2 separate regions of the Mus musculus genome follow, and region 2 is linked to region 1. A link is a contact called in public Hi-C data. All regions are on one chromosome and are shown on one strand. Each heading gives the region's core, a stretch centred on a gene start, on an enhancer-like site or on the middle of the called end of the contact. The rest is flanking DNA. Distances are from core to core; before and after follow the strand shown.

Evidence for each region. Hi-C and Micro-C count contacts between places; a contact is called where the count stands out from the background.
Region 2: a Hi-C map of cortical neurons shows a contact between it and region 1. The contact joins two enhancer-like sites. A contact is called at or near these places in 6 of 484 Hi-C or Micro-C datasets (cerebral cortex, cortical neurons, cumulus cells and 2 more) and 1 of 9 other capture datasets (embryonic stem cells).

What each region holds. Positions count from the first base shown.
Region 1 is chr5:20,457,659-20,464,205 of GRCm38.p6, forward strand. The region is part of intron 9 of Magi2 (membrane associated guanylate kinase, WW and PDZ domain containing 2); the gene reads left to right. Among named protein-coding and RNA genes, the nearest start is that of Gm52764, 82 kb to the right of the region's middle. Within about 2 kb of position 4,988, at least 16 of the 459 cell types and tissues checked have an H3K27ac peak or open chromatin away from gene starts, as enhancers often do. A contact at or near this core is called in cortical neurons, where this site is marked.
Region 2 is chr5:20,564,923-20,570,647 of GRCm38.p6, forward strand. Magi2 (membrane associated guanylate kinase, WW and PDZ domain containing 2) reads left to right here. Exons shown (of 23, transcript NM_001170746.1): 16 at 4,184-4,432. Among named protein-coding and RNA genes, the nearest start is that of Gm52764, 25 kb to the left of the region's middle. Within about 2 kb of position 3,744, at least 32 of the 459 cell types and tissues checked have an H3K27ac peak or open chromatin away from gene starts, as enhancers often do. A contact at or near this core is called in cortical neurons, where this site is marked.

The DNA.
Region 1 (6,547 bases), core at 3,738-6,237:
TTATCTGAAATATTGTTTCATCTTTGCCAGATCAGCAGATAATCAGTGCTTTAGATTCCCTTACAATGTGTTTCTTATGTTCCCTTCAAGAAAATAAAATGCCAGGATTTAAATACATCACACCACTCAATGCCAAACACTGAGTGAATGTAAATAGATCACTGGACACAGCTGTCAGAGAATAATTGTTGCATGTGTGCTGATCAAACATAAAGCTTCGTAAGGCAAGCTCTTAATCAGACATCTGCACCAGGTCATAGAGCAGAAGTGGTAAGATGTGATTAAGAAATCCTTCCCTCTTTCGAGAAGTGGCTACTGTATCATCTTATGGATGAGCTCATAGACAATGTTCTTTGCCTACAGATAGCTCACTGCAGTCACTGGATGCTTTTGTAGAAAGTCCGAGGAAGCCTCCAGAGATCTGTCTATTTAGTGGCTCAATGGTGCCATTGAAACTGCCCAGTGCTATGCAAAGTTATCTGATGCAGGACCTTTGAAGCTACATCTTAGAAATTACCATTTCTAATGTTAACACATATGTGCGTGTGTGATATATCACGATGGTTTCTGAGTGTCGTAGGCTGTGATCCTCTGACATTCCTCCAGCTCAGCGTCCCCTAAGCCCTCTTCCAAACAATGTATTATATAGATGACTGCAGGAAACAGATGAGCTATTGCCATGGACTTCCCTGTCCATAATTACCTGCTTCAGTGCCTCCCTCCATTAACTTAGCCAATCAAAAGAACACTGCAGTTCATCTCTCAATTTTCACACTCATGAACTGAAGATATTTTACCCAGCAGCCTGGCAGATAGTAATTTGAAAAATATCCTTAAGTCAAAATATAGCCTGGACTGCTTGAAATTAATTCTTAACACTTGTATTAAGGGCCTGGTTCTGGTATCTGATTCTGACCTAATTATCACTGTGAATTCATAAGTTACTTAACCTCTCCCAGGCTCAATGTCTGTGTATAAAATAAAGATTAGATCAGGTGAGGGTTGTAAACGCTATTTAAATAGAGTCACTGACTGGAGGCATCAACATGTGCTCTTGGTATGGTTCAGCCACTGAAGGTTGTGCTATTGGGAATAAGTAGGGAGAGATGGTTACAGGGTGGTCAAAAAGATGAAGCTGGCCTCAGAGATGGCCATCAGTTTGTTAGTGAGCAAAAAATGAAAAGCAAATATGGGATAAAGAGCGCAGAGGCTGGAGGGGGATTGTGTGTGTTGAGGGAGGGGTGTGTGGGGGAGGGGCAACTCAATTTACAGGCTAACCACAGCCAAGAACTTGTGGTAAGATGTGAGAGATGATGAGGATATGTACCACGTGTCCTGGATATGGCCCTGGAGAGTCTATACCGGACTAATCGCCAGGCACTGGAAGACAATGAGAAAAAGTATGTTGAGCATGTGGGCTAGGGGCATGTTCACAAGGAAGCCAACACAAGATGGTGTCTGGAGCTTTGTAGCCTCTGGCACTGATACCTCAGTGTGAAGAGTTATACACACCTCATATCTCCTGGGAACTGGAACAATCCCGACCAGAAGAAACAAGAAGTATTGGAAAGGGCCTGTCTACTCCCCAGAGTCAACTTGAGGTGCAATTACCAGACCCTATAATCCAATAAACTAACGTGGTTTCCCTTCCCTCCCCCATCCCTGGTTATTACTGTGACACCAGAAAGCACAGCTAGAGACTCCTGCAGAGAGAGATCCCTGGAATAGATGGAGATGGTGTAATGGGAGAGGTAGGAATAGGGGAAGAAAGGAGAAGGGGGAGGGGCAGGTAGGAGGGGGCAAGAAGGAAGGAAGTACCCAAGAGCTGAAGGAGTCTGCAACCCTATAGGTGGAAAAACAATATGAACTAATCTGTACCCCCAGAGCTTGTGTCTCTAGCTGCATATGTATTAGAAGATGGCCTACTCGGCCATCATTGGGAAGAGAGGCCCCTTAGTCTAGCAAACTTTATATGTCCCAGTATAGGGGAACACCAGGGCCAAGAAGTGAGAGTGAGTGAGTAGGGGAGCAGGGCAGGGGGAGGGTATAGGGAACTTTTGGGATAGCATTTGAAATGTAAATAAAGAAAATATCTAATAAAAAAATTTAAAAAAAAAAGAAAATAAGGGAGGGAGAGAGGGAGGGAATTTAAGAATAATTCAAGAACTTGAGTCAAAGGCTCCTGCCTTAGAATTTCAATGAAAAAACAAACAAACAAACAAACAAACAAACAAACTTCTTGGTAGCAATTAAATACATGGAAACCTTTGCTGAATAAATTAAAAAATAAATAAGGACCAAACCCCAGAAATAGTTGCTAGTTATTGGCATACCTGCATAAAAATCAATACCTCATGACTTTCAAGCAATTACGTTTTCCATTAATGACACACATGACTTTAGTACACATTGCCCATGGGACCCTGTTCCTCCTCCTGGGTTGCCTTGCCCAACCTTCAAGTGAGGATTTGTCCTTTGTCCTATTGTATCTTGTCTTGCAGGGTTCAGCTGACATCCCCAGGAAGCCTGTACTTGGGGGGGGGGGGGGGGAGAATAGGGAGGGTGGGCAGACAGAGGTAAGGAGTGAAGCTGGGGGAGAGGGGAGGTGGAAGGGAAAATGGGAGGAATGGATGAGGGGAAACTGCAGTTGGGTGCATTGTATGAGAGAACAATCAATAAGTTTTTTTAAAAAAAACATAAAGACAAATTATTTTAATGTGTAAACTTTGTTTCCCCTCATCTTAATTGGCAATGTCACTTATATTTATAGTCAAATAATACCTTTATAGCTCCCATAACTTAGGCACCCATTTTTATTCCTCTACCCAAATTGATTGGCACGTACAATAGTGCTAGCTTCAAGATAAGTTAACAGAACTATGGCAAGATCTACTGCCAAGATGGAATTCTCCTCAGATTGAAGTCTGATTTTGTAACTTTCATCTTAAAGAGACTTTGCAGGATTTAAGAAACTATTTTCAAAAGAATAATGTTCCTGTCTTTGTAAGGATAGAAATAGAGAATTTTTAGCTGAAGAGATTATATTTAAGTATAAGGAAAAACTTTTGAGCAAAAAAAGACATAGGACCATTTTAAAAATTCATCTGGAAATATAGGGGGAAATGGCATTGACCAGTTTGCTTTCTTGAGTGTTTATGGCCTGGCCTTTCTCATTTGGGGACAGACATGAGCATGTGCTGAGATGCCCAACCATGGGTGACATGTGTTCTACCCACGGCTACAAGCACAGGTCATATGTTTAGTCTCCACCTGAGCCTTCTAGCTCAACCAACCACAGTGTACTTACATTCCTGAAGTGAACACATGTTTCTTTAATGTGAATGGGAACATTGACAAGTAAATCTATGTCAACAAGCTCCAAAATGATGTGTTAACATGTACTAGGTAGGTGTTTGTGATCATTATAAAACAGTGAAAATGGATACAGAACATAATCAAATTCTATGTCATGATAATATTTTAAAACTATTAAAATTAACTAGAGGTCAAGAAAGTACACTTTAATAAATTGTATTGGGCAAGGAGAAGAATTAACTTGTTTTATAGAGTGTATGTAATTGGTAGGATGGACAGGGTTGATGAAAATAATTCTTTTATCAAAAAAATCTCTGATTTGATTAAAAGAAAAGCTAGAAACACAAATGAGGAGGTACTAAGTTCAGTTTTGGTATCTTTTCCAGTTTTGATATCTTTTCCATTCCAATGTAAAGAATTTCCAATATGGTGCTGATATAATATTCTACACATTGTACAGAAAGCTTAGAAGAGGCAGAACACCAATGATACAGCTAAGTCTGAGGTTTACAGCCACAAGCATATGGTAACAGAGATTTCATTGGAAACAGTACAATATATCCTTAAGGTAGGAAAAGAGATGAATAGGTTGAGTTAAACATATCCATTAAAATGGAGGGTAGCGGATAAGACATTCCAACTTCATGGTGAGCTTCAAGGTAGGAATTATGAGCAGTAATGATACTGACGTCCCACAGTGGTGATCTGCAGGGTGGATCAGACAGAAATAAGGTCAACAGACTGTAGATAAAGGGTGGAAAATGGCAGGCATGGCTGTTAAGTATTTTTAACTTAGTAGAATAGACTATAAGAAGAATATTGATCAAGAAGTCAATCATTCTAGTCAGGTCTGCAGAGGTAGTTAAGGAAAGCAGATCCAACATGAGAGACACGGAAAAGGGAGATTCTTTAGTCCACAGTGACTCAAAGAATGTGGGAGTAGAGGAACTCAGCATAAAAATAACTCTAATTTAAACAATGCTTCGTCAAGAGTGTTCTCTTTTATTCCCAAAATGATGAGGTGTCCAGGAAATATCCAGTGATATATATTTATCTCCATGACTAAGAAAGAACCAAATTACTTTAGAACATTTTTTCATATATAACAATAGCTTTAAACCCCCTTTCTCTTACCTGTACATAAAAACCCCATGATTGGATACCAGATCATTATGAGACCATACCAGTGGAGGTCACCACATTCATCTGTCATATCAATCTGACCTTAAGTCAATATTTCTAGAATTGCCTGTCTTGAATCGGGCTGTAAGTGAATATCTAATCAAGGTATCAGTGCAATGAATATCTAATCAAGGTATCAGTGCAAGGTATCAGTGCAAGATGTGCTTAGCTTTCCAAAGAAATGCATCCTTATATTTGTATGGAGAATCTTTCCTTGGTAAAAATGTTTTCACAGCAAGATCTCATTTTCACAGTAGACCTGAAAAGGCAGAAATGAAAGCAATGTTTTAATTTCCAGCTTATGAAGGAAGAAACAGATTCAGAAATCAAGTGACTCCCTTACAGCTCTCCCTCTGAAACAGGCAAGCAGGTTGGCACTAGAGCTAGCCCCCCCTGTCTGTGCTCTTAAATCCAGTCTATCTTAGAACTTGGCTTGGAACACTGTAGGGTGACACATGCCAGGTGGCTTCTATTTTGCTTCACAACATGTCAATGACATTCATACAGCACAGTCTATGAATAATCTGCCTCGTCCGCTCCATCTAAACAAGCACAATCACAGATCACCATCTATAGAAGTTTTTGATATGACACATTATCTGGGCATTTATATATTTTGTAGAGTGGGCAACTGAATGTTGTCAAGGAGTTAGATAGCTTTTCAAGAACTCAACTCTCATCTTTTACCTTCAGAAATTTGTTTTTCCTCAGTAAAGAGAATCATACAGTATTCTTCATCAGTTTCTTGTTTGATGATTTGAAAAACTATGGAGTAGAAACTATTTGTACATATTTAAAGGCAGTTTTGCAAAGAACCATAAGTAGTTCTCATTAATTACCACGTAACTGTTCTTTAGGCATGAAAAGAACTAGTTCCTTTTTCCTAGAGAAGACCAGAACAGAGAGAAAGATTAAGTGCCTGGGGACTGAGGGTTGTCAACTGTGATTAAAGTTAGTGACAGCCTTAGAGTAAAGTGGCATCTGTCACCTTCCTGCCTTTTACTTGTTCACTCAGAATCAATCACTTCTATAATCATTTGGCTATGACTGTGGTGGGAATATCTTAATTAGGCCACCCTAGTTTTTCAGAAGGATATTGTCAAGGACAAATAACTACAGGAGTAGCAACAATATTTTCATAAAGATGTACAGTCACAAGCCTTGTCACCTATATTGTCTAGTTATTAGTTATGTCTCAGGTAATCATAAATTAGTATTATATTTCTTCATCATTTAAAAGAAATCTGTCATATCCTTGTGCTAAATCAAATTCCTAGTAAATGATAGTCCTGGAACGCAGTCTTCTACATCACTATCCCAAGTCATCACCCTATACCATGCATGCAGTCTCCTAAACACACAGAAAATGTTGGGTCCAGAGTAAAGATAGGTAGGTAGGTAGGTAGATAGATAGATAGATAGATAGATAGATAGATAGATAGATAGACAGACAATGGATGGGTAGACGGACAGATAGATAGATGGATGAATGGTGGATGGATAGATGGATGGTGGATGGATGGATGAATGATGGATGGATGAAACATGATGATTGGTGGATGATGGGTAGGTGGATGGATGGATAGATGGAATGGGTGAATGGATGATGGATGAATGAATGATGGATGGATGGGTGGGTGGATGGATAGAATGGATGAATGGATGATGGATGGATGGATGATGGATGAATGGATGGATGATGGATGGATAGATGGAAGAGAAGATGATATGTGCCCAAGAGCAAACCTACATAAGATACTTGTCCTCCTTGCAATCTGGGGAATTGTAATTAAAGGTATGATGCAACAGAGTAGTAGAGCAATTATCTAGTATGTGGGATCTCCTGGCCTTAATCCTCCAGTGCCAGAGGTTAGGATGGAGGTGGGGAGTGGAGGAGAGAAAATAGCCTATCTGGCTCTGGCATTTTTCTAGGACTCTGAGATGAATAAAGTTAGTTTAAAATGATGCAGAGGCATTCTCAGCTGCTCCACTCAAGCAAGAAAGTCTAATAGCAGAGGAGGAAGAGCCACCAGCTCTGCAGGTGTGGGTT
Region 2 (5,725 bases), core at 2,494-4,993, 110 kb after region 1:
CCAATGAGAAGCAAGCCCCACCAGGAGGAAACGTTTAGGTCCAAAGCCTCTCACCTGCAGGCAGCATCAGTCCATTCCTGTCCTCCAAAAGGAAGAGTCTCTTCTAGTCAAGTGCCATGCTGTTTTCTAGTATCACTGATGGAGACAGAACAGAACCTAACCTAAAACCTAAGTATTTCACTTCAGGAAATGCTAAATGGCTGGATCTTGAATGGCCATGTGTGTATGAGGCATCAGGTACTTTTTGAAATTAGTAATGGTGTGGAGTCACCTTCTGGCCTTTTACCTTATTGTTCAAAAGCAACCCTGTTGATGTGCAATGCCACAAAGAATTTTTGGAAAGAAAGCAGTCTTGTCCAGATGGAGAGCCAGTTGTATAGGAAGCACTTGACGTCAAGCAACCCCTCAAAGACAACCGTGCTACCACATCCCAAGGGTCAGAGACCAGAACAACCCTGGGAAAGCTTGACCATCTTCCCAGCTAGCCGCCTGTCTTAAAACATGCTCATTTTGCTGAAGATGAAGGGATTTCCTCAAAAACTTGAAAAGGGGTCCAAACACAATAGAAAAGTGCCCTGCTGTCAGTTTGATCCTTTCTGGTACCCAAGGACCACCACATTGACTTGGTTATCGATTCCCTTGCTCTCTAGAACCCATGGTCTAGCCACTCCCAGCCACTTATTGCAAAAGACAGATAATTTTTCTTGTTGTTGATTTACTGACAACCACAGCTCTCAACTCCCCCAAAATACGACAGCCAGAAAATGAGATCTCTCTTGTCATTGCCTGTGACATTTAGTTACTGATTTGGTCCAATAACTCTGGAGATTTTCAATTTAATGTAGCAGCATAATAATTGTTTGTTTTTCTTCTCCAGGACTATCTCTGATCATTTTATTTCCAACTTGCACAAGGGCTGATAAAGGACATATACTTCACCAAGACAATACCAGCCTGTCTTTGAAGGAGGGTACATTTTACAGGCAGAAACATTCCATTCTAGTTCAAAGCAAGGGCACTGACATTTTGTTCTTTTATGACCTCAGTACATTTCTCACAAATGAAAAGTATCTTTTTATATTAAAGATTAATTAATTGTATCTTAAAGAAAAAGCTCAAATGTATTCAATCATACGAGTGCTCGCTTGGGTCTCAGTTCCTCTGTAATTAAAAGAAATGAGGAGACATGAATGCAGCTCTTCCCCAGCTCTCTTCTCCCTTTAGTGTACTTAATAATCTACCTCCAAAAAAAATCAATTAATTTTACAAGACCTTTTTATGATGACGTGACTTAATTTGCACTTATTTTCTTCAAAATTTTAGTTGACTTAATGCTACTTCTAATGTCTCTGTATATGAATAAATGTGATATGTGAATGAATGCAATTCTTCTTCTGGATCAGTGTAGCAAAATATCTCCTATAGTCTCCCTTTTCCCTCTGACTTTCTTATTTCCTATTACTATAACAAATACCTGAGGTGAATCAGCTTATAAAGAGGAATGGTTTATTTGGGGTGATGATTTCAGAGAATGGCCCATTTGCCTTGGGCCCATGGCAACACACAGTGGTTCTTAGAAGCACATAAAATAATTCCATGTACTGAATTTTAAATATCACTACTGAAAGAATAAGTAAAAATACTATTTTGTTTTGGTACGTGAATTTGGGATGAAAATATTTTAAAATTTGATAGAGTTGAGCATTTTATTACAATGTGTTACAGTTCACCAGTGTTGAGACTGGAGATATGGCTCAGCAGTTAAGAACATGGACTGCTCTTCCAGAGGTGATAGGTTCAATTCCCTGCAACCACATGGTGGCTCAAAACCATCTGTAATGGTATCTGATGCCCTATGCTGGTTGTCTGAGGGCAGCTACACTGTACTCATATACATTAATTAATTAATTAATTCACCAGTGTGAGAAATACAAAAGAAGTATGTGTACTGCAGAATCAAACTTGTCCATGGTAACTTTTAAAAGGTGACAGAAGTGATTCAAATACTTTACAAATACATGAAATGTTTTCTGAAATTTTGCTAGGCATATATTATTTCTAAAACTGTACACATATTAAACAACCATGACAAACTAAAAAAATAAATAAATAAATAAAAATAATTCCATGTACATCACAGCTAGAGAACAAAGTCAAAGGAAGACAAGGGGGTGTGTGTGTGCAAAGATGTCCCATAATCCCCTTCCAGGATACACCTCCAGAGACCAAAAGGATGCCACTAGACACGCCTCTCAAAGTTTCAGTACCACCGCTCCCCCAGCCCGGCCAATCACGCCACATTCTGGCAGTGCTGAAACTATAGCTTGTGATGCTAACAGGCTTCATAGGAACTTCTGCTGAGCATTCATGACTTGACACAAGATGGTTCCCAGTACTCTTAAGTAAGAGTCAGTATCTACAGGCCCACGAGAAATGGGGAACTGTCATAATTTTCTCTTCTTCTGTTGTACAAACATCTTTTTGATGCCCTGATGAACGTTAGGAAGGAAATGAAACAGCGCTGTCCCCCACGACAGTTCTCTAAGAATCAAATCTGCTCCTGTGACTCCACTCTCTGAGGCACCTTGCAATTAAATTAAAATGACAAATCCTTCCTGAATGGTAGACCAACAGTCATTTAAAACCAAAACCAGGTGCTTCTCAGGGCTAGAGAGACGGCTCAGCAGATAAGAGCACTGGCTGCTCTTCCAGAGGACATGGGTTCAATTTCCAGCATTCACATGGCAGCTCACAACCAAATGTTACTCCAGTTCCAGGGGTTTGATACCCTCCTCTGACCTCCATTGACACTGAGAGTGCCCATAGTGCACGTGCATACCTGCAGGTAAAACAGCAAACTAGTTTCTCTTAGCTCCCAGCTTGCTCTCATATTGCCACACCATTATGCCTGCTTCATTTTGGGAGCATTGATTAGGTTTATCCAATTAACATCCAATTAATAAAGTGTATTTTGTAACATGGGATGCAAATGAGCAAAACTTCCAACACCTCTATTGAGATTTAGCACTCACAGTTTGTCAGCCTGATATTATTGGATTTGATTCAGACCGTACAAACCAATTTCAGTGAAAATCTCAGTTGATTTGTTTATTCTTTCAAACTACCTTATTGAGTAAGATGTGGCTATCACCTAAAATAAGAAATGGGCCACTTAAAAAAAAAAGTCTATTCCTCACCTATATGGAGTGAATTAATACTTCTAGACTGGCAAAATACCATAAGACAAAACTGTAGCTCTTTTAAAAAAAAAATTCAGTCATCCCCTAAGGTGGTTGTCTGCACTGGCAGAATAGCAGCGTCTCCCAAAGATCTTTAGATCCTGTGTTATCTAGATTCCTACGCAAATCTTTCCCAGACCAACTAGAGGTGAAGTAAACAAAAACTTCCATTGGTGGGCCCTTTCTATGTTTGTTCTTTTTAACGTGTGTGTGTGTGTGTGTGTGTGTGTGTGTGTACATAAATGTCTATGTGTGATGCAAGAGCATGCATACTCTGGAACACACTTGTAAGGAGCAGAGGACAGCCTCTGGTTTGTCCTCTCCTCCACATTGTTTGAGGCAGGGCTTGTCTCTCTTTGTTGTTTACTCTTGTGCACTCCAGCTGGCTGGAGAACTTCCGGGGGAGTCTCCGTCTGTCTCCCGCTGACTCATAGGTGCGCAGTACCGATCCTAGAGAAGATGTGCGGTTATATGGGTTCTAGGGATTCAACTTAGATCCTCTTGGCTGCACAGCAAGTCCCTCATCCACTGAGCTATCTCCCCAGCTCCTTTATAAATACTTCCAGTGAGTCATATGCCTGGGATGATTTAAGAATCTGTCTGCTTGGTTTCCTATCATCTTCAGTCTGTTACTATGCAACCAAGAGGCTGATATATGAAAGTTGTCGTTGTCTCTGGGACTTGAAGCCATAATAAGAGAAAAACAAAAGCAAGTACCAAATTCAGAGGAGGCTAATGCAGGGGGTTGGAGTCAGGGATTCCCTGTGCTTTGGGAAAGACTAACAATGGATGAAGACCTAGTGGATTCCATAGATCTGTAGCCCTTCAAATGCTCTCTGTACCTAGAGGGAAGATCAAGGAGCTAGATGCCTGCTCCTTGGGAAGCATTCAGTAAGGCCTTTCCTAAATCACTGAGTTTCTGTGCATTTTCATGTGCATTTCAGGGGAGCCCTGCCCAGAGAATGGGAGGAGTCCAGGCTCTGTATCAACTCACCACAGCTCTCCGCGCAGTGACTATGCCACCTACTCCAACAGCAACCACGCCGCCCCCAGCAGCAATGCCTCACCTCCTGAAGGCTTTGCCTCACACAGCTTGCAGACCAGTGATGTGGTCATTCACCGCAAAGAAAACGAAGGGTTTGGCTTCGTCATCATCAGCTCTCTGAACAGGCCTGAGTCTGGAGCCACCATAAGTAAGTGACTGGCTTGTCTGTGTTCAGATAAGAGGGATATATATATATATATATATATATATATATATATATATATATATATTCTAATGATAGAGATACCAGAAGAGTATAGACCAGAATAGCTATGAATATACTGAATGGCCTAGAAATCTCAGGCTATGAGCAAAAGAAACATAAACCGCTCTTAACACCGACTAGCCAAATATCATGACTTAGGTTCAAGAACAATGCAAGACCATGTGCTGCAAACACTCAGCGCTATCAAAGCTATTAGTTCATTTGTAGGTAGAGTAAAATAAAAGAGAGTGGTGTGTGGCCATACAGCTGTGGGAGGAGGTGTGTACCATCTTCATGGGTCGGTGCGGGAATGTCCCTTATGAGAGCTGTTCCGGAGGATAAACCAGAGGTAGAAAGGAACTAGCAGGAGAGTGTTCATGCAGAAGCCTTCAGAGGAGGAGGAGGTCCGGATCAAGAAGGATGCAGGCGGCCAGGGTGGTTGTGCTGCAGTCGGCCGGAGAGAATGGTGTGGACAGCCCCTTCGAGTAGATGGAAGCCAGGAGGTGCAGGCTCCATGTGCAAGCTCGGTATGCACACCCCGTATGAGAGTGCAGCCATGTTGCCTTCTCAGTACTTGGAAATTTGTGGAAGGTTTTGAGCAATGAGATGCCTTTTTTTCTTAAAGATGTCTGTATAAAATTAAATGGAGGTTGGGAGAAAACAAAACTGGAAACATAAGACATGGTCAGGAGGCATTTTCAAAAGCAATCCCTTGAGACAGAAGCTCTAGGGTCTGTCTCTGGGGTAGCAGCTGTAGGTGGAAAACAGTAGATGGGTTTCAATTCTGTGGATTCTTCAGTATTAATGTTTCATGAGTCTATACCACACAGTGACAGAGGTCATATTCCTCTTCAGCCAGCCACCATTGTAGACGGCCTCCTTAGTACACAGCCATCAATCAGAGGACAGAAGTGGGGGCAAGAAAATGTGTCATGGTTTTCATAGTCAAGTGCTTTGGCCCAAATACTTTGGATATATTTCATCTGAATGTAGACATCTTCAAATAATTACCACGTTATTATTTGAATGTTCCTACAGTTCTTAGAAATTGTGGTTTCCAGTTTATGTCAGATAGGAAGCAATGTTCAAAAAAATTCATATTATCAGGAATTAGTAAGAGCTTCTATGGTCAAGTTAATGTTATCAAAAGCCTACCAGAAATACATGGACAGGATTGCCCTCTTTAACATGAGCCTTAACAAATTCAAGAAAGAAAACTACCAAAGTTTCAAACCT